7 separate regions of the Mus musculus genome follow, and regions 1, 2, 3, 4, 5 and 7 are each linked to region 6. Evidence: chromatin contacts called from public HiCAR-type, HiChIP or PLAC-seq and promoter capture Hi-C data. All regions are on one chromosome and are shown on one strand. The core of a region is the stretch at or near the end of the contact, and the rest is flanking DNA. Distances in the headings are between cores, read along the strand shown.

Evidence for each region. Promoter capture Hi-C pulls out the DNA fragments that hold promoters and counts their contacts. HiCAR-type assays count read pairs that join an accessible place to other places. HiChIP or PLAC-seq counts read pairs in DNA pulled down with a chosen protein or histone mark.
Region 1: a promoter capture Hi-C map of liver shows a contact between it and region 6, with 2.6 times the contacts expected there. The contact joins the enhancer-like site here to the promoter of Cnnm1 in region 6. A contact is called at or near these places in 8 of 39 promoter capture datasets (the 3T3-L1 cell line, embryonic stem cells, frontonasal cranial neural crest and 3 more), 2 of 115 datasets of contacts at active chromatin or transcription factors (embryonic hindbrain and stem cell-derived neural progenitor cells) and 2 of 9 other capture datasets (embryonic stem cells and macrophages).
Region 2: a promoter capture Hi-C map of embryonic stem cells shows a contact between it and region 6, with 10 times the contacts expected there. The contact joins the promoter of Hps1 here to the promoter of Cnnm1 in region 6. A contact is called at or near these places in 23 of 39 promoter capture datasets (the 3T3-L1 cell line, the C10 cell line, the HPC-7 cell line and 12 more), 3 of 15 datasets of contacts at CTCF or cohesin (the NIH/3T3 cell line, embryonic stem cells and large pre-B cells), 1 of 484 Hi-C or Micro-C datasets (embryonic stem cells), 18 of 115 datasets of contacts at active chromatin or transcription factors (SST interneurons, VIP interneurons, bone marrow-derived macrophages and 12 more) and 4 of 9 other capture datasets (adipose tissue, embryonic stem cells, liver and 1 more).
Region 3: a contact with region 6 is called in an H3K4me3 HiChIP or PLAC-seq map of embryonic forebrain, with 7 times the contacts expected there. The contact joins the promoter of Loxl4 here to the promoter of Cnnm1 in region 6. A contact is called at or near these places in 7 of 39 promoter capture datasets (the 3T3-L1 cell line, the SN4741 cell line, cranial neural crest and 4 more), 1 of 484 Hi-C or Micro-C datasets (embryonic stem cells) and 2 of 115 datasets of contacts at active chromatin or transcription factors (embryonic forebrain and forebrain).
Region 4: a contact with region 6 is called in a promoter capture Hi-C map of hippocampal neurons, with 9 times the contacts expected there. The contact joins the promoter of R3hcc1l here to the promoter of Cnnm1 in region 6. A contact is called at or near these places in 8 of 39 promoter capture datasets (the 3T3-L1 cell line, cranial neural crest, embryonic stem cells and 4 more), 2 of 484 Hi-C or Micro-C datasets (both in embryonic stem cells), 4 of 115 datasets of contacts at active chromatin or transcription factors (VIP interneurons, astrocytes, embryonic forebrain and 1 more) and 1 of 9 other capture datasets (embryonic stem cells).
Region 5: a contact with region 6 is called in a promoter capture Hi-C map of hippocampal neurons, with 3 times the contacts expected there. The contact joins the enhancer-like site here to the promoter of Cnnm1 in region 6. A contact is called at or near these places in 6 of 39 promoter capture datasets (the C10 cell line, cranial neural crest, hippocampal neurons and 3 more), 4 of 115 datasets of contacts at active chromatin or transcription factors (embryonic forebrain, embryonic stem cells, forebrain and 1 more) and 2 of 9 other capture datasets (embryonic stem cells and macrophages).
Region 7: a HiCAR-type map of kidney shows a contact between it and region 6, with 4 times the contacts expected there. The contact joins the promoter of Pyroxd2 here to the promoter of Cnnm1 in region 6. A contact is called at or near these places in 6 of 39 promoter capture datasets (the C10 cell line, the SN4741 cell line, cranial neural crest and 3 more), 7 of 115 datasets of contacts at active chromatin or transcription factors (astrocytes, differentiating embryonic stem cells, embryonic basal ganglia and 4 more) and 3 of 9 other capture datasets (adipose tissue, embryonic stem cells and liver).

The regions. Positions count from the first base shown.
Region 1 is chr19:42,658,273-42,661,304 of GRCm38.p6, reverse strand. No RefSeq gene overlaps it. Among named protein-coding and RNA genes, the nearest start is that of Gm25216, 40 kb to the left of the region's middle. Within about 2 kb of position 1,349, at least 99 of the 459 cell types and tissues checked have an H3K27ac peak or open chromatin away from gene starts, as enhancers often do. A contact at or near this core is called in liver, where this site is marked.
Region 2 is chr19:42,778,655-42,781,576 of GRCm38.p6, reverse strand. It overlaps Hps1 (HPS1, biogenesis of lysosomal organelles complex 3 subunit 1), which reads left to right and starts at 1,599. Exons shown (of 20, transcript NM_019424.3): 1 at 1,599-1,663. Gm16244 (a long non-coding RNA gene) reads right to left here and starts at 2,545. Exons shown (of 2, transcript XR_386720.3): 1 at 2,234-2,545; 2 at 3-2,137.
Region 3 is chr19:42,611,144-42,614,164 of GRCm38.p6, reverse strand. Loxl4 (lysyl oxidase-like 4) reads left to right here and starts at 1,359. Exons shown (of 15, transcript NM_053083.3): 1 at 1,359-1,447.
Region 4 is chr19:42,517,300-42,520,106 of GRCm38.p6, reverse strand. It overlaps R3hcc1l (R3H domain and coiled-coil containing 1 like), which reads right to left and starts at 1,302. Exons shown (of 7, transcript NM_177464.4): 1 at 1,250-1,302.
Region 5 is chr19:42,715,187-42,718,052 of GRCm38.p6, reverse strand. No RefSeq gene overlaps it. Among named protein-coding and RNA genes, the nearest start is that of Gm25216, 17 kb to the right of the region's middle. Within about 2 kb of position 1,357, at least 21 of the 459 cell types and tissues checked have an H3K27ac peak or open chromatin away from gene starts, as enhancers often do. A contact at or near this core is called in hippocampal neurons, where this site is marked.
Region 6 is chr19:43,439,110-43,442,074 of GRCm38.p6, reverse strand. It overlaps Cnnm1 (cyclin M1), which reads right to left and starts at 1,662. Exons shown (of 12, transcript NM_001373992.1): 1 at 58-1,662. The coding sequence starts at 1,630.
Region 7 is chr19:42,751,432-42,754,232 of GRCm38.p6, reverse strand. Pyroxd2 (pyridine nucleotide-disulphide oxidoreductase domain 2) reads left to right here and starts at 1,458. Exons shown (of 16, transcript NM_029011.2): 1 at 1,458-1,896. The coding sequence starts at 1,770. It overlaps Gm19437 (a long non-coding RNA gene), which reads right to left. Exons shown (of 4, transcript XR_386719.3): 4 at 2,797-2,801.

The DNA of each region.
Region 1 (3,032 bases), core at 100-2,599, 780 kb after region 6:
TTTGGTCAGAGTAACACAAAAAGTTAAATATTTCCTCTTCTTACACCTTGCCCTTGGGCCTGGATGCAGAGGAAAAGGTAGATATAGAACTCGGCTTCCCATAGTATGAGTAGGGAGGGCTTATTGCTTCTTCTACAGCGGTGGTTCTCAACCTGTGGGTCTCAGTCCCCTCAGGATCAATGGACTGTTTCACGGGGGTCACCTAAGACCACCAGAAAACATAGATATTTACGTTGCAATTCGTCACGGTAGTAAAATTACAGTTATGAAGTAGCAACAGAAATAATTTTATGGTTGGGGGGGGTCACCACAACACGAGGAACCATATTAAAGGGCCACATCTTCCATCTTCAGCCCTCTGAGACCTAAAATACAGCATAATGTACATCAGGTATGTCCAGAGCCAGCCACTGTGAGTTTAGGCCTCACCTCTGATGCTTGTCAGTATATAACGTCATACATTCTTCTCTGTACCTCAGTTTCCTAACTATGAAATGAGATATTTGGTTGTTCCCCTCATAGCTTCTGGGAGGACAAAGTGAGTTCGATAATTGTCCTTTCCAAGCCTCTGTGCCCCTACTCTATGATACCCCAAGCGAGGGGACAGCGGCCTCCAAGCCAGAGAGAGAAGGCCACTTCTCCTCCCCACATCTTTCTCTGGAGCACCTGGCAGAAAAGATCCTAAGGAGAAACTGGGAGACCCTAGCGCGCCAACAGGCCCTCGGAGGGAGGCCATTTCTGAAGCAGAGATGAAGTGACTGGGGCCGGGCCTCTGTAGATCAGACCTAAGCAGAGATGCCAGCTCCACCCCAGAAATCCTGGAAGCCAGTTCCACCTCTCTGGGGCTCAGTTTCCCAACATAACATGAGGAGCACCCTTGGACTCCCCCCTCATGGCGTTACTGGGACATTTAAATGCATGTGACTCAGGACAGACTAGAAACAGTGACTACTTGGTAAGGTATGCAGAGATTCCCACAGATTCTTGATGACCCAATCTGAAGGCTAAGCTCAGGGGGGGGGGGGGCATGTCTCACAGAAGAGCTGGTGGCTCAGAAAGCCTGGTGACAGGCCTGAAGCCAGTCCAGGACCATGGGACATCAAAGAACACTGCCAGGCTATTTTCCAACCTAGAAACAAATGTCACCACGCCCATGTAGGCATTTCCGTCTTACCACAGCACTGGCAAGCTAAGTGGCCTCCAAGCACTGACTCTGCTGGGTAAACAGCCCTGGCTACGTGTCACTTTGGAGAAGAGCTATGGCCACGAGGTCCAGGCTTGGAAGCTGGGTCCTGTCAACAGATTCCCCTCTTCAGCCCGCACATGGATGTTCGGACAAAGTCTGGCTCTTGGCAGGGTGAGCTCAGCACAGAGGCAAGCAGAGTCCTGTGCACCACGCTGCCAAGCCGGCCCAGAGGCAAAGGGCCCGAATCTGTTGTTTTCCAGTGTGTTCCTCTGATTACAATTCAGGCTGCATCAGTCTCCTGCTGGAACCCGCTCCTGCATGTGTTCCGAAAGCCACGCGGCACTCACGTGCCTGAACACTTGTTTGCTGACCCGAGGGATCCCTCTAGCTCAAAGGCTGAGAGGTTTGAGTAATCCCCCAATTTGGAAGGACACCCGTTTTAAGCTAGATCCTAGCTGGAGCTAACATCTTTTCTGACCAAGAGAGCAAAGAGAAGCTTCTGTAGTCCTCGCAGCAGAGCCCCATGGTCTGTTGAACAAAGAAAGGGGCGTGTCCTTCGGCTTTGACAGCCCAGGCCCCCACCGTGGAGCTGCCTGCAGGCCGATGGGGCTCCCCTAGACTATTCCAAAGATGTTTGCAAACATTCCCCAGGGGCAAGAGGGCAGTAGAGGAGGGACCATTGCAAAATTCAGAAAAGTCTGGACTGAAAAAAGTTGAGCCAGTATTCTTCTTAGAACCTTTAAAAATAATGTCAGTGAGCTCTAAGAGAAGTTTCTGGAAGCCCTGCCTCTCAGTTATGCTTGACAACTTCTACCTCAGTAGTGTGAGGTTGCCAGGACTACCTACTGGCCTTCCCCACCCCACACATACATGGCTCTAAGAAGGTATCGATAAAAACTCGTCGAACTTTATTTAATGCTAAAATTCCTTTCATGGATATTTGTCGGCAGCTTAGAAGAACTTTATCCTTGACATTCAAGAAGCACATTTTAATGTCCCCAAGGGTCCCTCATGTCTAGGGACAGTTTCTACCTTTGGCTCAATTAATTGTGGCTTAAATTCCAGCCCAAGCTGTCACTGGCTTCATTTTTGTTTTGCTTTGTTTCATTTATTATTGACGTGGGCACAGGGATGCACTCCCATAGCACACATGTGGAGGCCTCGGGGCAGCTGGGAGAGTCTGCCTTTTCTCCTATTACCTTTATCTGGGTTGCAGGGATCCAAGGTAGCCAGCCAGCCTTGCACAGAAAGCACCCATGCTGAGCCGTGTTGCTGGCTCCTGAGAAATGTTCCCTGTGATCTTCATACTAACAGGTCAGAGAAAAGCCACCAGTCACACTCAGCCCAAGACCTTGGTTCTCCTTCCTGGATGTGTGGCCCTGGACACATCCCAGACTCTGTGCCTCCTCTGGATCCTGGATTCTGTTATCTGCTAGGCTCACATGGAGGATTTAAGGAGGGAGCGTGTTAGACACACAGTAGGGGCTTGTTAGACACACAGTAGGGGCTTCCTCAGCATCAATCCCTTTCCTTGATACATTGTTACGCTTCTGAAACACTGGGCAAGTAACAGAGACAAGTTGAACCTAAAAGCCTGGAGAATGTAGAAAATAAAAGAAACTAGAAAGCTTTACCAACCTATCATTGTGAACGCCAAGGAAGATTCCAGAACATTGGCTCCATTGGCTGGAGGTAAGCATCTCCTACAGTGCTGGCCCAGTGTAGAGAGGCCTCTCCTTAAGGTGTTTGCACTGAGTCAAAACCACAGCGTGTCTCTTACTTACCCTGAGGTTTCAGCAAATAACTCCCAGTCCTCATACCTAAGTCCCGCTCTGGTCTCAGCACG
Region 2 (2,922 bases), core at 350-2,849, 660 kb after region 6:
CAAATAATGGTATTTTTAATATATATCTAACTTAAAACATATCTACAACATAAAGAAATCTTACAATCCAATAATAAGTCAATGGCTAAAAATAGATTAATAATAATAATAATAAAAGGGGTAGAAGATATGAATAAATGTTTATTTGAAAGCAAAAAAAATTTTAAAGCTACACAAATGAAGAGAAAAACCACATGAAGAGATGATCGGCGCCATTCTTTAGTCATCTGCAAGACACAAGTCACTAGCATCAGGTAACATGGACTAGATTAGTTATAAATTGTTCACGGGTAACAGTTATTCAGGCTTACAAACTGTTTGAAACAAGGGGGAAATGACCGACCGAAGTCAGGATAGTGTCGGCAGATTCAGGACTCCAGGAGACTGATGCTTGTGGCTGTACTGTGGAGCCTGGCTGAGCAGGGTGGTGGCGAAGGCGCAGGCGCAGGCGTTTGCGATGTTGTTTAATTGTACCTTAGGTAGCTAGAGTGGCCGCAGCACTGGCTCTTGGCCTCTGCCTAGTGGGTGCGGAGTGCTCATGCTGGGTCGTACACAAAGTTTCTCAGAAGCACCAAGGTACCCAATGAGGACCTGTGGTAGGCGCCCAACCTCTTCTGTGGACTCCATTGGCCTTCTTCACTCTTTCTGCCCCTCCAAATACACATAAAAATCTTGATAGTATGCAATCACTCGCAGGTTCAAGACAAAAGCCCTAATGTGTATGCAGCCCTCAGTCAGACTGGGAACCTTTGTAAATCAAGGAGCCCAAAGGTAGCTGGGCTCTTCTGCATGGTGTACTGGCTGGTTTTGTGTCAACTCGACACAGCTGGGGTTATCACAGAGAAAGGAGCTTCAGTTGAGGAAATGCCTCCATGAGATCCAGCTGTAAGGCATTTCCTCAATTAGTGATCAAGGGGGAAAAGCCCCTTGTGGGTGGGACCATCTCTGGGCTGGTGGTCTTGGGTTCTATAAGAGAGCAGGCTGAGCAAGCCAGTAAAGAACATCCCTCCATGGCTTCTGCATCAGCTCCTGCTTCCTGACCTGCTCGAGTTCCAGTCCTGACTTCCTTTGGTGATGAACAACAGTATGGAAGTGTAAGCCGAATAAACCCTTTCCTCCCCAAACTGCTTCTTGGTCATGATGTTTGTGCAGGAATAGAAACCCTGACTAAGACACACGGGTTCCGCCCCCTGGAGGTAAGTAAGGGAAAGCACCCACAAAAAGGGTACCTTTCACCTACAACTAGATTCGGCAAGAAAACGAAAGGCTGGGAAGGGCCAGGTGAAGGTGCAAGGAAACCTGGGTTCTGGTTCCATTTGTTCCTTCTTCAGCAAGGGGGTTCCCTCGGGGTTCTCAGTTGCCCCTTCTGTAAATCTGTGGGGAATCCCTTTAGCTAAATCAAGCAAAAGAGACTCTAGAAATGTCACCGGCTCAGCTGGTGCCTCTAAAGGCAGTGAGATACCTACTTATGCCAGGGTGAACGTGGCACGGCTCCCTAGCGGCGGGTGACCAGCAAGCACAGTAGCCTGAAGGGTGAGCAATGCCTGACGGGGCGGGGCTCGAACCCACAAAGCAGGCCCCGGTCATGTGGCTGAGTCACGTGTCCTACCCGGAAGCGCGCCGCAGGCTGGCTACACGCTGGGCGGTGCGAGCCGCGGATCCGGTACGTGGGCATCGTGGGTGACCAAGCGCAGTCCTGGGTCGCCCCTCGGTGGGCACCTCCGGCAAGCTCTCCCAGTTTGGAGAGGCCCGGGCACCCGGGGAAACCCGCATCAGTCTCATGCCTTTTGGAGCGGGCGTCACAAGCCAGGCCTTCGTCCCCGGGAGGAGAGGGGGAGGGTACGTCAGAATTTCTGGGTGTCGTTGAAAGAGTGCTAAGCAGCTATTGGGCGGAGCCACGCAGTGAGGCGGTGCTAAGCGGCGCAGGGAGAGACTCCCTCCTAGGCCAGCTGCTCCTGCTGGAGCATCACAGGCTATAGTCCCCACCCCTCGCACCCACCCCCCAACTGAGCTGTGTTAGGCGGGACAGAGGCCACGGGGACAGTTTGCTAGGGACAATGAGAGAACTGTGACCCGGGTGGTAAAAGTGGGTGCAGGGGATTTTTCTCAGAATCGCCCTTCTCTTCAAAGTTTCCTCCTTTTAGAGCAAAATATAAAGAGAACAAAGATCAGAAAATGAGGTTAGCCGCAACCGTAAAACCAGATACCCACCGAAAAGTATGCGGGTGCTTACCGGAAGTTACCATCAAGGCAAGCCCGAGAATGGTGCAGCCAGGCTCAGAGTTTCATTGCTTTCAAAATCCCCAGGATCAAACCTTCCTCCTCCGCCTTAGATTCTTCTTGCCTGTTATCAAAATGGGAGGATTCCAGAGGCAGCTTATTTCTCTTGTTATTTGAAGCCGGGAAATAAGAATAACACCTACCCACCGTTCTTGTCCTTAAGATGAGCCTACTGGGCTGAGGTTGCGACCTGGCTGGTAGGAACCCCGTAACCCGGTAGGAAGGTGCAACAGCGCTCTGTTCCCTGGCCTCCCAAGAGGAGTTTGAATCTCTGAGTTGAATGGGACCTTAGGAAAGCCCAACCAGAACCAAACCCGAATGCAGCTTTTCACTGGGACCTCCTGCCAGCTTGCGATGGGTTGTGTAGTAACCCATCCCTGCTCACCGCTCCCTGGGGCTGCTCAGGGTGGGATTGCTGACCCCACCTGTGTGTGAATGAGTGACCCAAATATAAACTGTCCAGTTGCAGAGGAGGTAGGAGCTAATGTGTCATCAACGCTTGCTCCACATAAAGGACACCTTCTAGCTTGTGGTCCTTAAAATGGGGGAACCTGTGACTTCTCAGCCCGTGTCCAGGTTGTCCACTCTCAGGAACAGGCGGCAGTGGAAACCAGACCCTCTGAATGCCTTCATGCCTTTTCT
Region 3 (3,021 bases), core at 110-2,609, 830 kb after region 6:
AATTCATTCATTGGGTTCCAAGGTATTTTTAGCTCTGGGCAGCCAGGCCTGGTGGGTGACTGGCAGCAGGCGGAGCCTCCCATGTTGCTCCTGGCTCTGCATTAGAGGTGGCTGGGCAGAGGGTGGAGGCCCCGTGCATACCTGGTATCCTGGTCCACAGCTGCCTCATTGTCCCTAGGGGAGGAGCCGGGTTTCTGCCTCTGCCACTGACCTGAGGCTGGGAGCATTCTTTCCTGTTGATTCATCCTAGGGAATGTTTTGGGCCCAGGTCGGGTGGGGCAGGGCCACTGGGGGGACATCTTAGACATGAGCAGCTAGGGGTGGACCCAGGTCTCTGGCAACATGGTCAAGGTGACCTGGCTGTCACATGCCATCTTGGCCCTCATTACCTCTGCCTTGAGGTCACCTTTATTTGCACATCTTCCCTCTTCAGACTTGGGTACCCCCCTGCCAGCGTCTAGCACTTTAGCCCTTTTTCTAGCACATAGGAGAAAAATCAACAGAGGGTCCTGAATGAAGAAACCGTTAGCTGTCAATCTGAGGCAAGGTGGGGGACGCGCCGCTCACTGCTCTGAGACTAGAGAGGATACTGGAAACAGTCTGCTCATTTCACACGTGAGGTTCTGAAGGAGCTGAAGACTGGAAGCCCGAGGCCTGGAGCCTGGTTGCTTCTTCAGCTGGGGGACTCCCCTCCGCAGGCCTTCCTTCATTTGTTGTGTTCCACAGCCTCTCATTCCCCTCTGTCCTCCACTGCCCTCATCCCCTGAACCTGGCAAGGACCAGGGACATCCTGGCTAAGTACCGGAAGTCTTAAGTTCTCTGCTGCGAGGTTTATGACTCTGGGAAGCAAATCCTGTCTCCTGGGACTGAACTTCATAATGAGCAGAGCTTTGCTCTCAAGCCGCCTTCAGTAAACCTTGGGGACCAGGTCACAGAGAGACTGTTACTTAAGCTGCATCACCCAACCACTGAACGGGGCCCTCACCCCAAAAGAACGCCTGCATTGCCCTGCAGAAGCAGCCCACGGGATCCAGACCTAAGACTGTGGGGCGCTCAGTTCTATAAGGTTAATGGGACACAGCTCCGATCGCCCATTAGACAGAGGAGAAAACCGTGCCTGCAGAGGCACTCGCAGACCGGATCCTTGCCACCCGACGCTGTCCCCCGCCATGCGTCTCCGGGACTCCGTCACCCCCCACGCTCCCCGCAGCGCCTGGGACTTCCCAACTTGGCCCAGTCCCGAGCTGCGCGCCTGGCTGGTGGCCGGCCGGGCGGGGCTGCCCGTGCACACAGGCGCGCCCGGGGCGGGGCCTGCGACCTCCCCCGGGGAAGGCCCGGACTTGGGGCGGGAGGCTGGCGGATAAAAAGCCCCCAGGGCGCCCCGGGAGGCCCGTTAGCGCTGCTCTGCCGTGGCGCCCAGCCCAGCCCCGACCTCCAGATCCTGCCGGTGAGCTCCTGCCTGTTGCGATCTCCTGTCTGCCTCTTGCTGTCTGTCTTGTCCTTTCTTCTGTTTCTCGCGGGTGGGCAGGCCTCTAGAAGCTCAGAGGAATGGGGGGATCCCATGGATAAGTCAGCCCAGTGGGTGGGTCACAACCTGCTTCCCCACTGGACAAGTGCCCATCATGTTAGGGGAGTTGGTTCAAGGCTACATGAGTGGAGAGAGCTCTGGCAAGCAGGAGTCTGGGTGTTAGGTTTGTGAATACACTGTGTGTGAACACACTGTGTGTAACCATTTCTCACCCTGAAAGAATGCTGGGGACGGAGTAAAATAGAACTAGATGTCTCTCCTGTGACTCGGGGCACTAAGAGCTGGAGCAGAGCTGGGCTCCCCTCTACATAGAGCTGACTGCTGGAGATGATGTGAAAGAGGGTTTGGAGGCAGAGGGCTTCAAACCCCACCTTCCCCAGCCCTATATAGGTGGGAGCCTATTTGTAGGCTCTGCTCTAACCACAGGAACGATGCCATAAGGGTACAGGGCCTAGACCAAGGCCCAGAGAGTCACAGAAAAAGGACTAGGAGTGACCCACAGCTAGCCTCTCAGGATAGCCGCCCCCCCCCCCCAAACCTCTAGGAATCCTGGGCAATCATCCTCTCGCAGCCTTCCCTCCTGGCCAGGGCAGGTGCCTGTGTCTTCAGACTTCACTCCAGTGCCCTTGCACTTCAGCCTGAGTCATATAGCCAGTGACAAGGTAGAGTTCCATTCACCCTCCCTCTCTCTCCCTCATCCAACATCGATCAATCAATGAGAGCCCAGACTGTAGCCAGGTGGCCTGTTTGAATTCTGGCCAGTCCAGCTATTTCATTTCCTGGGGCCCCGACCTTTCCATCTGTGAAATGGAGAGGCCTATTCAAACAGGGTCCTAGAGGCATTCTTATCCTGTGGCCCCCTCACCCATTCCCTTCTCCCTGGGGAAGAGAAAGGGCACCTTCTTTCTCCAAGACCCAGTTCTCAGCCCAGTCCTCCTGTACTCAGTCCAGTGGGAACAAATAGGAAGGTAGGATACTGGGAGGCCTTTCTGGAGGGAGCAGCATTTGAGCTGGGTGTTGACATGTGTGTAGGAGTTTAACAATGGGCCCTGGGAGATGAAGGCTCTGTCTTGGGAATGACAATGAGGAGACGAGCTTGGTGTGAGTAACAGTTCTGGGAACCTGGAGTGGGCAGGAAGTATGGAGGCTCTCCAGGGCCTGCATCCTGGTGGCTTGAAAGGAAGGGCACTGCCCTAGCTTACAGGCACAGGTCTTGCAGCAGAAGCCCACCCCTGCCTCTAGGCAAGGAGCCTGAAGGCCTGTGGCTTCTGAGGAGACCTCCAACAGTGGGAACTTGAGCCACAGTCACAAAGCAGAACAGCCTAGCCTATCAGAGACCCCCAACAGCATGTTAACACCCTAGGGCCATTTCACATGTGTGCAAATTGAGAGGCCAAGAGAGGAAACCTGGACTCTTGACATGGTCACTGATGGTAGTTCCCTGACCCATAGCAGGAGCAGTATAGGGTCATCTCTCAGCTCAGACCTAGTGA
Region 4 (2,807 bases), core at 53-2,552, 920 kb after region 6:
ATTGTTGTTGTGGTTACTACTAGGGAGAGAATTCAGAGCCTTATGCAATCTTACCAATGAACTACAGACACCTCAACCCTGCGCTAAATAGCTCAGGCAGCTATTATTACATGAGTAAGTAGTGCCTGCAACCCACAAACCCTAGACACTGGTGGTTCAGCACCAAGCTTCGGGAGCTCTAAGTCTTAGGGGATGCTTGTCATGTGTAGTGCTTCCAAGAGCGGAAACCGAGCAACAGGGGCAGCTGGCTGTGTGTCGCATGCTGATGGGCCTCGAAGTTTGACACCGATTCCACAGGTGGTCAAGCCCTAATGTCACCTCTCCGCTTGAAACCTTGCTTTAACACTTGTAGGTTTCATCGCAGTTTCTAAAGACACCATTAACTCCGGTCTTCATAAAGACATGACCGTTGATTTTAAAATCCAACTGACCTGGACCACACAAGAGAGGGTACAGGAACTTTATTTTAAATGTTTTCTAGCACAAACGTCTCACACATAGATCATAACACTGAAAAGCATAGTACAAAAGACCCTGCACCCCCTCTTTTTTTTTCCAGACAGAGAAACCAAGGTGGTGGTAATAGGACTACAAAAGACCACAGGTCCATCAAGTGGCCAACCCATCATCCTCTCAGGATTCAGACTCTATAAACCCCGTACTCTTTCCCTCACAACTCAGATGCGACGAAAAAAAAGTTTGTAAGACAACTTTCGATAAAGTGGGTTGGAAGTTTTCTGAGGACCGCCCGAGAAGAGCAGGAAGAACATCCTACTTTACAAACTGTTCCCGGCCAGCCCATAGCCCGGGGGTCCTAGCAGCGGAGCAGAAGTGCCACTGCCCGGGAATCGCCCGCGGCCCCGGGCTGTCCCGAAGCCACCTCGGTGGTCCACAGCTCCGCAGCCCAGAGGGGTCCTAAGACCCCGCTCGCTACCTGGTGACTGGAGACGATTTCTACCAGAAAGAAGCATTAGGGCAGAGGCCCAAGGCAGGCCTCCGGCCCCTTAGAAAACAGAAGAGACCGGAGGGTGGCCCTCCCGCCCCGGGGCTCCAACAGGTCGAAGGGCGGAAGCTTCCCAATAACCTCCGCCCCAGGCGGGGGCCTGCCCCGCGCGTCACCGGAGGAAAAGAAAACCAGCGTTAACACACAGGAGGAAAGAGGGTCCTCTCCCGAGCCGGAGGAAAGACGCGAGGGCAACCAGCACCAGCTCAGGGAGAGAAAGAATCGGGTTCAAGGGTTCGTGGTTACCGGGACGCTGTCGCTCTCCGCTTCCGCTGCCACCATGAAGCGCCTGCTCTTCCGCTCGCCGCTGGGGTGCGCGCCAGGCCTTGGCTCCGCCCACGCCGCGGGACCTCCTGGGAGTTGTAGTCTTCGCGAGCCCCTGTCGCGTCGCGTGGGGGGCGGGGCCGGCAAATGGAGAGGGCGGGAGGGCGTTGACGCTCCTCTATCTCCTGTATCGTCCATCCTCCATCTCAACCCTCAGCTGTGAAAGCGCTCAAATCTTCTCACGTCCTGCTCAATCATAACCGTGTCTCTTTCCTCGTCCACGGGCGAGTTTCTTCGAGCGTAATCTGCACTTAGCGTCTCTACTTCCTTCCTTGTGTGTGCTGAGTTCTACACTGCAGCTTCTGCCCCCCGCAGAAAATGTCCTTGTTGCAGCCAGTGTCCTTGTCGCCAAACCCACTGCAAGTATTTTCAGGCTGTCTAACTTAAGCATTAGTCATTGAAGCTCTTGGACATTATCATTTATTTTCTATGACACTATCCAGCTTTGCCTTCCTCATTCCATGCCGTTCGACTCGGTCTCTTCCTGTAATTCTCCCCCCCCCCCCCGAACTCACCTCTTGAATATTGTTCTCTGCAATTCTTAGAATAAGGAAGGGGAGCGTCCAGCCCGGCCCCTTTTTTTGCTTTAGCTTATCGTACTCCCAACTTCTAGACGACCCTATCTCATTCCTATCTTGCAGACTTGTCAAAAAATGGCTTGAACGCTTTGGTGGCGCGAATGGTATAGCCCTGTGATTGGCAAACAGGTGAAGTGCCCAGGATTCGATCTCGGAACTATACAAGAAAAAAAGAAATATTTGAAAAGTTCATACTGTGTCTCTCCTCTCTGTTCACTGCCTTCCCATCTATCTCCAATGCCTCTTCATCTACATTTGAATGCTAACCAAACCCTGTAGAGGCTCTCTCTCTAGCATTTGAGTCTGTTCTTTATTTCCACTGCCAGATACTTAATTCCCACTTGCTTAGTTTCTTAGCTGATTACTGTTCTCCTTACTGATCTCAGTACGGCTGTGGGGTCCTTACTGCCAAAGGCCGAGTTGTGTAAATAACAAATTTAATCAAGTCGTGTTTGTGTTAAAACCCTGTAAAGACACCATTCGATTGAGTTTGAGAGAAGGAATGAAGGTGAACACCTTGGAGCTTTTACAAAATAGTAGTTCCCAATCCACTACTCTCCTTCCCATCCCTTACCAGATCTGATTATGGGATAGGTTAGATGTGAGCCTTCCTAAAAAGTTTCCCCCTCGGGTGAGCTGACCACTCAGCAAAATGGTTGTATATTATTGCTTACAATGGGCCAGTGCTGGGGCCGAAAATAATGAGCAGACCAGTGCCTACCCCTGTGGATTTATGGTCCCTTAAGAAGAGACAGATACTAGTCAAATGGTTCCATAGCAAAAAACAAAAGCAGCAACAACAAAAAAAAATCGTCATCAGCTGAGCTAGGAATTGTGGGAGTAAAGTAACCTGTCCTTCTCTCTACTTCCTGCCATAGCCTAAGCTGGGGATCAAAGCATGG
Region 5 (2,866 bases), core at 108-2,607, 720 kb after region 6:
CTCATCGGGCTAAATGGTTCATGAGGACACAAAAACCAATAATATTTTATAAATAAGAACTATGACTAACAGCAACCGAAACCACAGCAGCTCAAAAACAACAGCCGAGCACCAAGTAAAGGCAGGAGCCGCCCCTCCTCTGCAAAGCACAGCACAGCATAGCACACAGCAGTCCTTGGGAAGCTCTAGGAACACTAATGTTAGTTTATGAATACCAGATTGCTGTGAATTACTGGCAAGTAACCTTTAATTGTGTACAAAGAGAGTCTGCAGAGGGAAGGGGGAGGGAGGGAGGGAGGGAGGGAGGAAGGAGTGTCTGATCCACCGCAGCAGAAACCATGGGAAAGACTTGTGTTCTGAGTTCAGCTAATGTCATCAGAGTGACTCTACCCAGCAAGAGTGACAAGGCCCAGTGCTTTGAAAGTCAGTGCTTTAACTTGACTAACAAATTAGAAAACTGAGGCCCAGGGAATGACTTTTACAAAGCTGTAGTTGCCACATCCCCTTAGCCTTGGGATTCAGGATCAGACAGCCTTGGTACCGAGTCCTTCCCACCCCTCGCCTCTGGGAGAGCTCCCAGCTCTCCATATCTGCGCTGGGCATCAGGTGTGGATATCCTGGCTGTCACTCCTCTTGCTGTGAGATTGGGGGGCATGATCCGGCTTAAATGCCTCAGGTATGGCCATTTGGCTTTTGCCTTTCCACACACCATTTGGCCAGACCAGGGGGTTCAATGAGCCATCCTGCCCTTCCCTTGTTCTAGGACAAAAGCGAGTGGTGGCAAAGGATCGGGGGTGGCTGCAGGAACTGAGCAGGTTACAAATCACCTTGCTTCTCCCTCCAATGCCTTTTGACAGAACCGGCAGAGGACCCCACTCTGCAGGATAACAGCATTTTGGACTGCCGGACAAAAGAGAAGGCAGCCTTGATGGGGCGGGATGGTGCTGGCCCATGCAAAGCCATGCTCATCAACATCTGCCAGCAATAGCGTATGTTCCCTGTTTTATTTTTAAAATGTGCTGACATGTCTGTCTGAATAAGAAAATGTCTGAAAAGAAAACACCAAAATGTTATCTATCCAAGGCAAAATTGCGAATGTCTTCTCCTTTATGTTTCTGTATCTCTTCCACTATTATTGCCACGATAAACAAAAGTAAATGATAGAATAAAAACTAACAAAAACACTGTCCCTGGTTACAGCTCTTGAGCACAAATGTTATTAATAAGATGGTGCTTAATAGATGCTCAGAGAGAGTGCCTTAGCCCGCAAGCATTCAGCATCCTTCCTCTTGGGAGGTACAGAGGAAGCTCTTCCCAGCGAAACATGGTGCCGTGCCGGCTAGCCTTGATCATCCTGGGCTTACATAACCGTAGTGTTCCTGCCTTCAAAACAAGTAACCCCCACGCTGTTCTATAGCCTTCCAGTCACAACAACTGTGACTTTTAGCAGGAGTACAACAGTCTGTCAGTCATGGAACCTTCTCTCACTTAAACAGCCTCTGCAATTAGAAATTTTAATTTGAAATCGTCACATTAGAAATTTTATGTTTTGCTTTTAGCATCAATGTTCAGAGGTCTGGGCAATTTACAAGTTATATAATGCCTTTTTAGGCCATCTGGGTTATTTTGATTAATTAGCAGTAATTTATTTCATAACTACCCACAGTATACACATAAATATGTATTTATATGTTACCCTGATGCTCTCACTTCTGCTCTTTAAATTACAGCTCTTCTTTAAATTAGTTTTTGTGTCCACAGAACCAATTTGATTTGTCCTCATGAAACAGTAACATCTTTAGTGCTGAATTGGGAGAGGTTTTACCGATACCCATCACTCCTGGCGATGCTCACAGGACGGGAAATCAGCTGGAGTCACAGTAGGGTCATTTGACCATTGTTTGGACACAGACCTGCTTTGCCCAGAGTTGGTCATCTTATGGCCAGGCACTCTTGCTTCTCAGTCTGTTCCCAACCTCGTCATTTTGCAAGTGTTTCTGAATGTCAGTTGATATTGACACCGTCTGCTGCAGGTCAGTTGATATTGACACCGTCTGCTGCCGGGTTTCCATTTCCTGAAAATTCAGTGCCAGTTTCAACTTGAGTCCTTCCCACTCCTGACCCTGAGTCCTTCCCAGACCCAACCTTTGAGTCCTTCCCACTCCTGACCCTGAGTCCTTCCCACTCCTGACCCTGAATCCTTCCCACACCCAACCTTTGAGTCCTTCCCACTCCTGACCCTGAGTCCTTCCCACTCCTGACCCTGAGTCCTTCCCATACCCAACCTTTGAGTCCTTCCCACTCCTGACCCTGAGTCCTTCCCACTCCTGACCCTGAGTCCTTCCCACTCCTGACCCCGAGTCCTTCCCACTCCTGACCCTGAGTCCTTCCCACACCCAACCTTTGAGTCCTTCCCACTCCTGACCCTGAGTCCTTCCCACTCCTGACCCTGAGTCCTTCCCACACCCAACCTTTGAGTCCTTCCCACTCCTGACCCTGAGTCCTTCCCACACCCAACCTTTGAGTCCTTCCCACTCCTGACCTTGAGTCCTTCCCATCCCTGACCTTCAGTCTTTCCCACTCCTGACCCTGAGTCCTTCCCACTCCTGACCCTGAGTCCTTCCCACTCCTGACCCTGAGTCTTTCCCACCCCTGACCTTGAGTCCTTCCCACTCCTGACCCTGAGTTCTTCCCACACCCAACCTTTGAGTCCTTCCCACTCCTGACCTTGAGTCCTTCCCATCCCTGACCTTCAGTCTTTCCCACTCCTGACCCATTAGGCATCCCTGACTTTCTGTAAGGACAAATGTGTGGCATTTGCCACAAATGCCTCACCCCCTGCTTGTGGCCAACATCAGCAAATGAT
Region 6 (2,965 bases), core at 413-2,912:
GGCAGTTTTATCTTTGAAGGGGGATAGGAGCTGGGGAAGAATAAGACCACTGCTCACCCTTCTTAAACTCCTCCAGTACAGTGTCCAGCCGGGTATCATTGAAGACACAATGCAGGGGCCTGTTGTAGAAGCGGGTGACTGTGAGCAGCGGGGTACAGTCGTCCGGGTCCACAAAGGCCAAGTCTTTGACGAACAGAATGTCCACAATGTTGTGCCTCTGGTCGCCCTCATACACCGGGATGCGAGTGTAGCCACTACGGAGGATCTCGGATACAGTGGCGAAGTCAAGCACGGCGTCAGAGCGCAACATGAAGCAGTCCCCTAGAGGGGTCAGCACCTCCTCTACCACCTTGGTGCGCAGCTCCAGGGCTCCCTGAATGATGTTGAGCTCTTCCTTCACCAGGTCGCTGTAAGGGTCGGCGGCCCGCAGCGTCTCCAGCAGCTTTTCCCTCGTGTAGAAGGTGCTGATCTCCTGGCGCAGAGCCCAGTCCAGGAGGCGGCCCAGAGGGTAGCACACCGGGAAGGCAGCCGCCATGAGGAGCCGGGTCAGGCACACACTGTGCGAGGCGATGGCCAACCCGTGGCGCGAGCACACCGAGTACGGACAGATCTCGGCTCCCAGGAACACGGCGCCGGTGCACACCAGCGCCGGCAGCCACGGGAAGTGAACCCCCGCCTCGCCGGAGTCCTCCCCGGGGTCCCCGACGCCCGGCGGCAGCGAGGCGTACAGCCAGCCGGCCAGCGCGGCATTGGCGCCGGCTTGGCCCAGGAGCAGGGTGCAGAGCAGATGGGTCCCCCTGCCGCGCACGGCCTGCACGCGGCGCGCCTGCTCCTGCTCGGCGGCCGAGCCACTGTTCCGCAGCACCCGTAACTCCACCGGGTCCAGCGAGAGCAGGCTCAGGCGCAGGCCGCTGAACAGGGCGGACAGGGCCAGCAGCAGGAGCGCCCCGAGCGCTCGCAGCCACGCGGGCGGCAGCAGGTCCCCACCCGGGCCGTAGAGGCGCGGGCGGACGCGCAGCAGGAAGCCGCCGGCGGCGCCGTGGTGGTGCCAAGCGCGCCCGTCCCAGGCGCACAGCGAAAAGAGCTTCCCGCCGCCGCCCGCGCCGCCGCGCTCCGCCTCGCCCTTCCGCAGCTCCCGCACCCGCACCTGGACCAGGGCCGAGCCCGCCACGCCCCCGGGGCGCAGGGGCCCCAGGACCTCCACGTCCGACGCCCAGTCGCTCTGCTCGCGGCAGCGCTGAGGTCCCGGGGGACGCGTGGGGACCGCGCTGGGCGCCGCGCCGCCCGCGCCCGGGGGCTCCTCGATGAACACGAGCCGCGGGGCCCAATCGCCCGTGCCGTTTTCCCCCGGGGCCAGGGAGGGTGCGGGCACGGGCGCGGCGGGGACCGGCGGGCCAGGCTGGAAGTAGACCCGCAGGAGGAAGCTGGTGCCTTCGGCCGCCCGCAGGGTGCCCCCCTCCAGAGACACGCGGCCTCCGGCAGTGTCTTCGGGTCGCAGACCCAGTAACCAGGCAGCGGCGGCCGGGGGCCGAGGGGACAGGGAGAAGAAGAGCAGGAGTACGGCGCCCCGGCTGCAGCAGTCCCGGAGCCTGACACCCAGCGCTGCTGCCGCCGCGGCCGCCGCCGCCATCCTGCACCCGGCGCGGTTGCACGTGATACTGCAGCAAGCCGAGCGCGAGCTGGAGGGAGGGAGGAGGAGCTGGAGCCCGGAATCCAGCCCCAGGCAGGTCACCACGTGTGCTCCCCTTGCGCGCGTGGGCTGGAGGCGGGGGTGGGGGAGGTGATGGTGGGAGTGGTAGGAACCCGCCTGGTGGCCACGCACCGTCACAGTGCCTAGCCTGGATACACTTAAGTATATCTGAGCCCTGGGAAGGCTGGGTTTGGAGCATGGCCTCCTACATCTGTAGTTCCTCCTCTTCAACCTTCCCCCATTCCACTCCCTGCCCTTATGGCGAATTCCCGGCAGTAATTCCAAACTGCAGGCTCACTGCTTCCCATTGGACCCAGGAAATTTCCCAGCGTTTTCCTTCTGTCCTTCGTGTTCTTGCTTCTAATTAAAAGATATTCTGGTGGTTGGTCCTATGAAATCCGTGAAAAAAATTGGCCTCAATCAAATTCTAGCTAATCTTTCATATTGTAAAAATTTCCAAATTATTTAAGTGCAATTCCTTGTTAAGATACCAGTGTTAATCAATAAATTGAAATGCATTATGGGACCAATTTGGAACAGAGTATTATGCATCCAGGAAAAGACTGTACAATACCCAATGTCTATATAATTTGGAAAAGTCACCAAAGAAAAAAAATAGTAAGGTTCAGGACCATGATGCAATATACCGCCGTTTTGTTAAAAGTATTCACGGATAAAGTTTATGCACATGCTCGTGTATGCCAATGGGAGGATGCTCAATAAATACAATAACAGGATTAGTCTCAATGCACAGATTAACAAGAAGTTGTTAAAAGAATACACAGAAACAACTCTGCTTTTCACTCAGTTCCTTCTACGGTTTACATCAAAAGCAGGAAACCGACATTGGGGTAAAACTCCTATCATTTTGTCATATCTAAATTTGTGTAACCACCATCACTGTAGTAAAAATACACACCCGACTGTTCCCCAGGAAGATCTGGGAGCCTTTCCCCCACTGAACTGCTCACGTTATTTCTATCCACCATCTGCTAGTGTTGCTTTATTTTTATGACTCGATTCTTAAGTGTATGTAGCAAAAATCACTTTTTTTTTGTTATATTGCTATGTATGTTCCATTGCGTTTTGAGACTGGGTCTCATGTCACACAGGCCAAGCTCACTCGATTGCCAAGAATGATTCCAGGATTACGCATGTGCACCACGACCCTCTGCAATGCTATTACACACGTCGATGGATGCGTGTTCATGTACCCATCCTAGTAAAAAGTAGTTCCATTCTGACCTGGGGATGTAGCTTGCTTGCCTAGCACAC
Region 7 (2,801 bases), core at 209-2,708, 690 kb after region 6:
GTCTTGATCCAGTTCATTTTCTCTGGCAGTTAAAGACTTCAAAGGGAAGGAAAAAAATCTTGAGAGCCAGAGAAATAAATTCTCAAACATAGCAACCAGCAGCAGACAGAAACACTGGAGAGGCTTTTATTAGGGGTGAAGAAATACACCCCAGCAGGGTACACACAGAGAAAAGGCCGTCTGCACAGCAAAGGAGGTGCCCTGGAACCCAAAGGGCCAGGGCTTTTAAGAGTGGGGTAAGCAAGGCCTGGGCTGGCCTTGAACTTGTCATCTGGTCCCTGGGCAGGCAAGTCTACTTGTTAGCATTTCCTGTAGGCTTCTCCTAACAGTTACCTAGCAAGGGCTAGGTGTGAGCCAGGAGCCAGGCACATAAGGACTGTTTGGGCTGCTGCTTCTGCTTCTCTGCCTCCTCCCTCCCTCCTTCCCTCCCTCCCCCTCCCTTCCTCCTCCTCCTCCTCTTCCTCTTTTCTCTTTCCCTCTCCCCCTCCCCGTTCTCATCCCCCTCCCCTTGTTCTCTCCCTCCCTCTATCTCTCCTCCCCTCCCCTCCCCACCCCATCTTTTTCCTCTCCACGTGTTCTTGCTGGCCACTGCCCTTCTTGCTCCTCTCTCTTTCTGTCCTTCTCTGTCCCCTTTCTTTCTCTTCCTCTACTCCTTTCCCCACACCCCCTTCCCGGGTCTCAGATAAACTTCCTTCTATACTAGGCCTGTCCTATGGCTGACACCTCAGAGGAACGCCTCAGCATGGGCCTGCTAAAGCACCCCTCTGCTGCAGCATACCCAGTTTTTAAAAAAACAGCGCTACTAGCCAAGAAAAACCTCGTCAGGCTTTTGTCCCAGGTCAGGAGGGTAAGGAGGAAGCCAGCCATCTTGGAAGCTGGCCAAAGTTATGACCTAGCTACGGCTCCGCCCCCATCTGTCTTTCTCTTGTCCAAACTGCCACACAAGGCTGCCCGTTTCATGATTGCAGCTCGCCACTTCCAATGCCTTTCTCCTGTAGAGGAGTGACTCCTGAGGAGTGGACCGGTCCTCTCTGTTCAAGATAGGGCACAGGGATTGTATGTATGGACTCATACTAGTTGAGGTAATCTACAGGTGTGAGCCCAAATCTTTGAGAAACTTTGGAAAACTGGAAAGGTGCCCAAACTGTCCATATCCTTCCTCCCAGCAAGACTAGCCTCACTGGAGTGTGCGTGAGAGAACACACACACAGCTCTTGGAGACGTGGGTGGCCTTTTCTGTCGTCCAAAGGCACTGAAAGATGACTGGGGAGGATCCCGCAACAAGGAGCAGTGGTCACCTTGCAAGGTCCCTGACTACCAGACAAGCAGGAGTAAAGTCTGAGTTGACAGCGCCCATCCCACAGCTTAGGATCTCGGCCCCGCCCCCAGGCTTCTGCCGGTACAGAAAAGGGAGGCAAGAGGAAGGCGGGGCCTCTGCGTTGGCTCCTCTTCTCCCTTAGCCCACTACCGGGCCTGGGAGAACCTAGTTAAATTGTTCTCTCTTTGGTCCCTACTCGCTTGACTCCTGGAGGCTACTCAGACTCTGCCACCTACTCGCTTGACTCCTCGAAGCTACTCAGACTCTGCCAGTTCTTAGCCTACATGCCCCCTCCTCTAGGCTGGCTTGCGCAAACTCAGAGCCGCAGAAGCTCGGACCCTGGGAAACGGTGGCCCAAGGCCAAGGCTGACACTGAACTGTAACTCCCAGCCCCTCCCCTTGCCTGGGCCTCTGGAAAGCTGACTGTGCAAGCAAATTGCTGGGGGCAGAAATGGCTGCCGGCGGCCGAGGTCTCATCAGGGCCTTGCACTCCTCTCCCTGCCCTACTTGGAAACGAGCTCAGTCGGGAGCCAACGGGCGCCTGAAGCCCGAGTACGATGCCGTGGTGATAGGAGCAGGTAAAACCAAAGAGGGCAGAGCCAGAGCTCAGGGAAGGAAGGCAGCGTTCTGCCCACCGGCCTTGGAGGGGCCTCCAAGGAGCCTTGCTGCTGCCTCTCCTATGGGCACGACCTGGCCGGGAGTTCCAGTGAGCAGGACCTGGGATGGAAGTCCTCCCTGGCCTGGGAATCAGGATCCCTGGGTTCTAATTCCACCCTGGTGTGCTGTGTGGACTAGAACGGCTCTTGCCTTCTGGGTTTAAACCTTTCTCTCTAGAATGATAATGAGTGACTAAATAAACGCAGGAGTTTCCCTGTATCTCCCGCAAAATGAGTGAGTTCCTCCCGGGACCTTATGCAGGAAGCAAAGACCTCCGGACTGTAGACAAATGAGAGCCAATCTCACTTCTGCGATCATCCATTGGAAAAGGAAGCCAGAGTTGTTTCATAAAGAGAAAAGGTGGTTGAGGGGTTCCCAGACACCCTAATGCATCCACAAAGGGTGTCATCTCCCATGGCTTCCCTCAGACATAGATACCTGCTACAGTGGTGGTCCTGCAACATCTTGCTGACTCTCAGCCTCAAGTACTAGGTTAAGGCATAGCCTAGGGCCAGGCTGCACTCCACACCAGGGCCTTCCGGGTCACACTTTTGGGACCTGAAGGCTTTTATTCCCAGCTGGGCTTTTACATAGATGATAGCAGGTTCACATTTTTTTGTGAGACGCATCACACAGCTTTAAATAAATGCTGGCCTGGTTTGGCTTCTTCTTGTGTCTACTGAGAACCACCCTCTCCAATTTGTGCACGCATGAGTGAGTGTTTATTATACACAGACTTGGTTTTTTTTATTATCGATACTAAAATAAAGATATGTCTCACACAGTTTTTACAAATCAAATATATGCAACTCTTGATTTAAATACC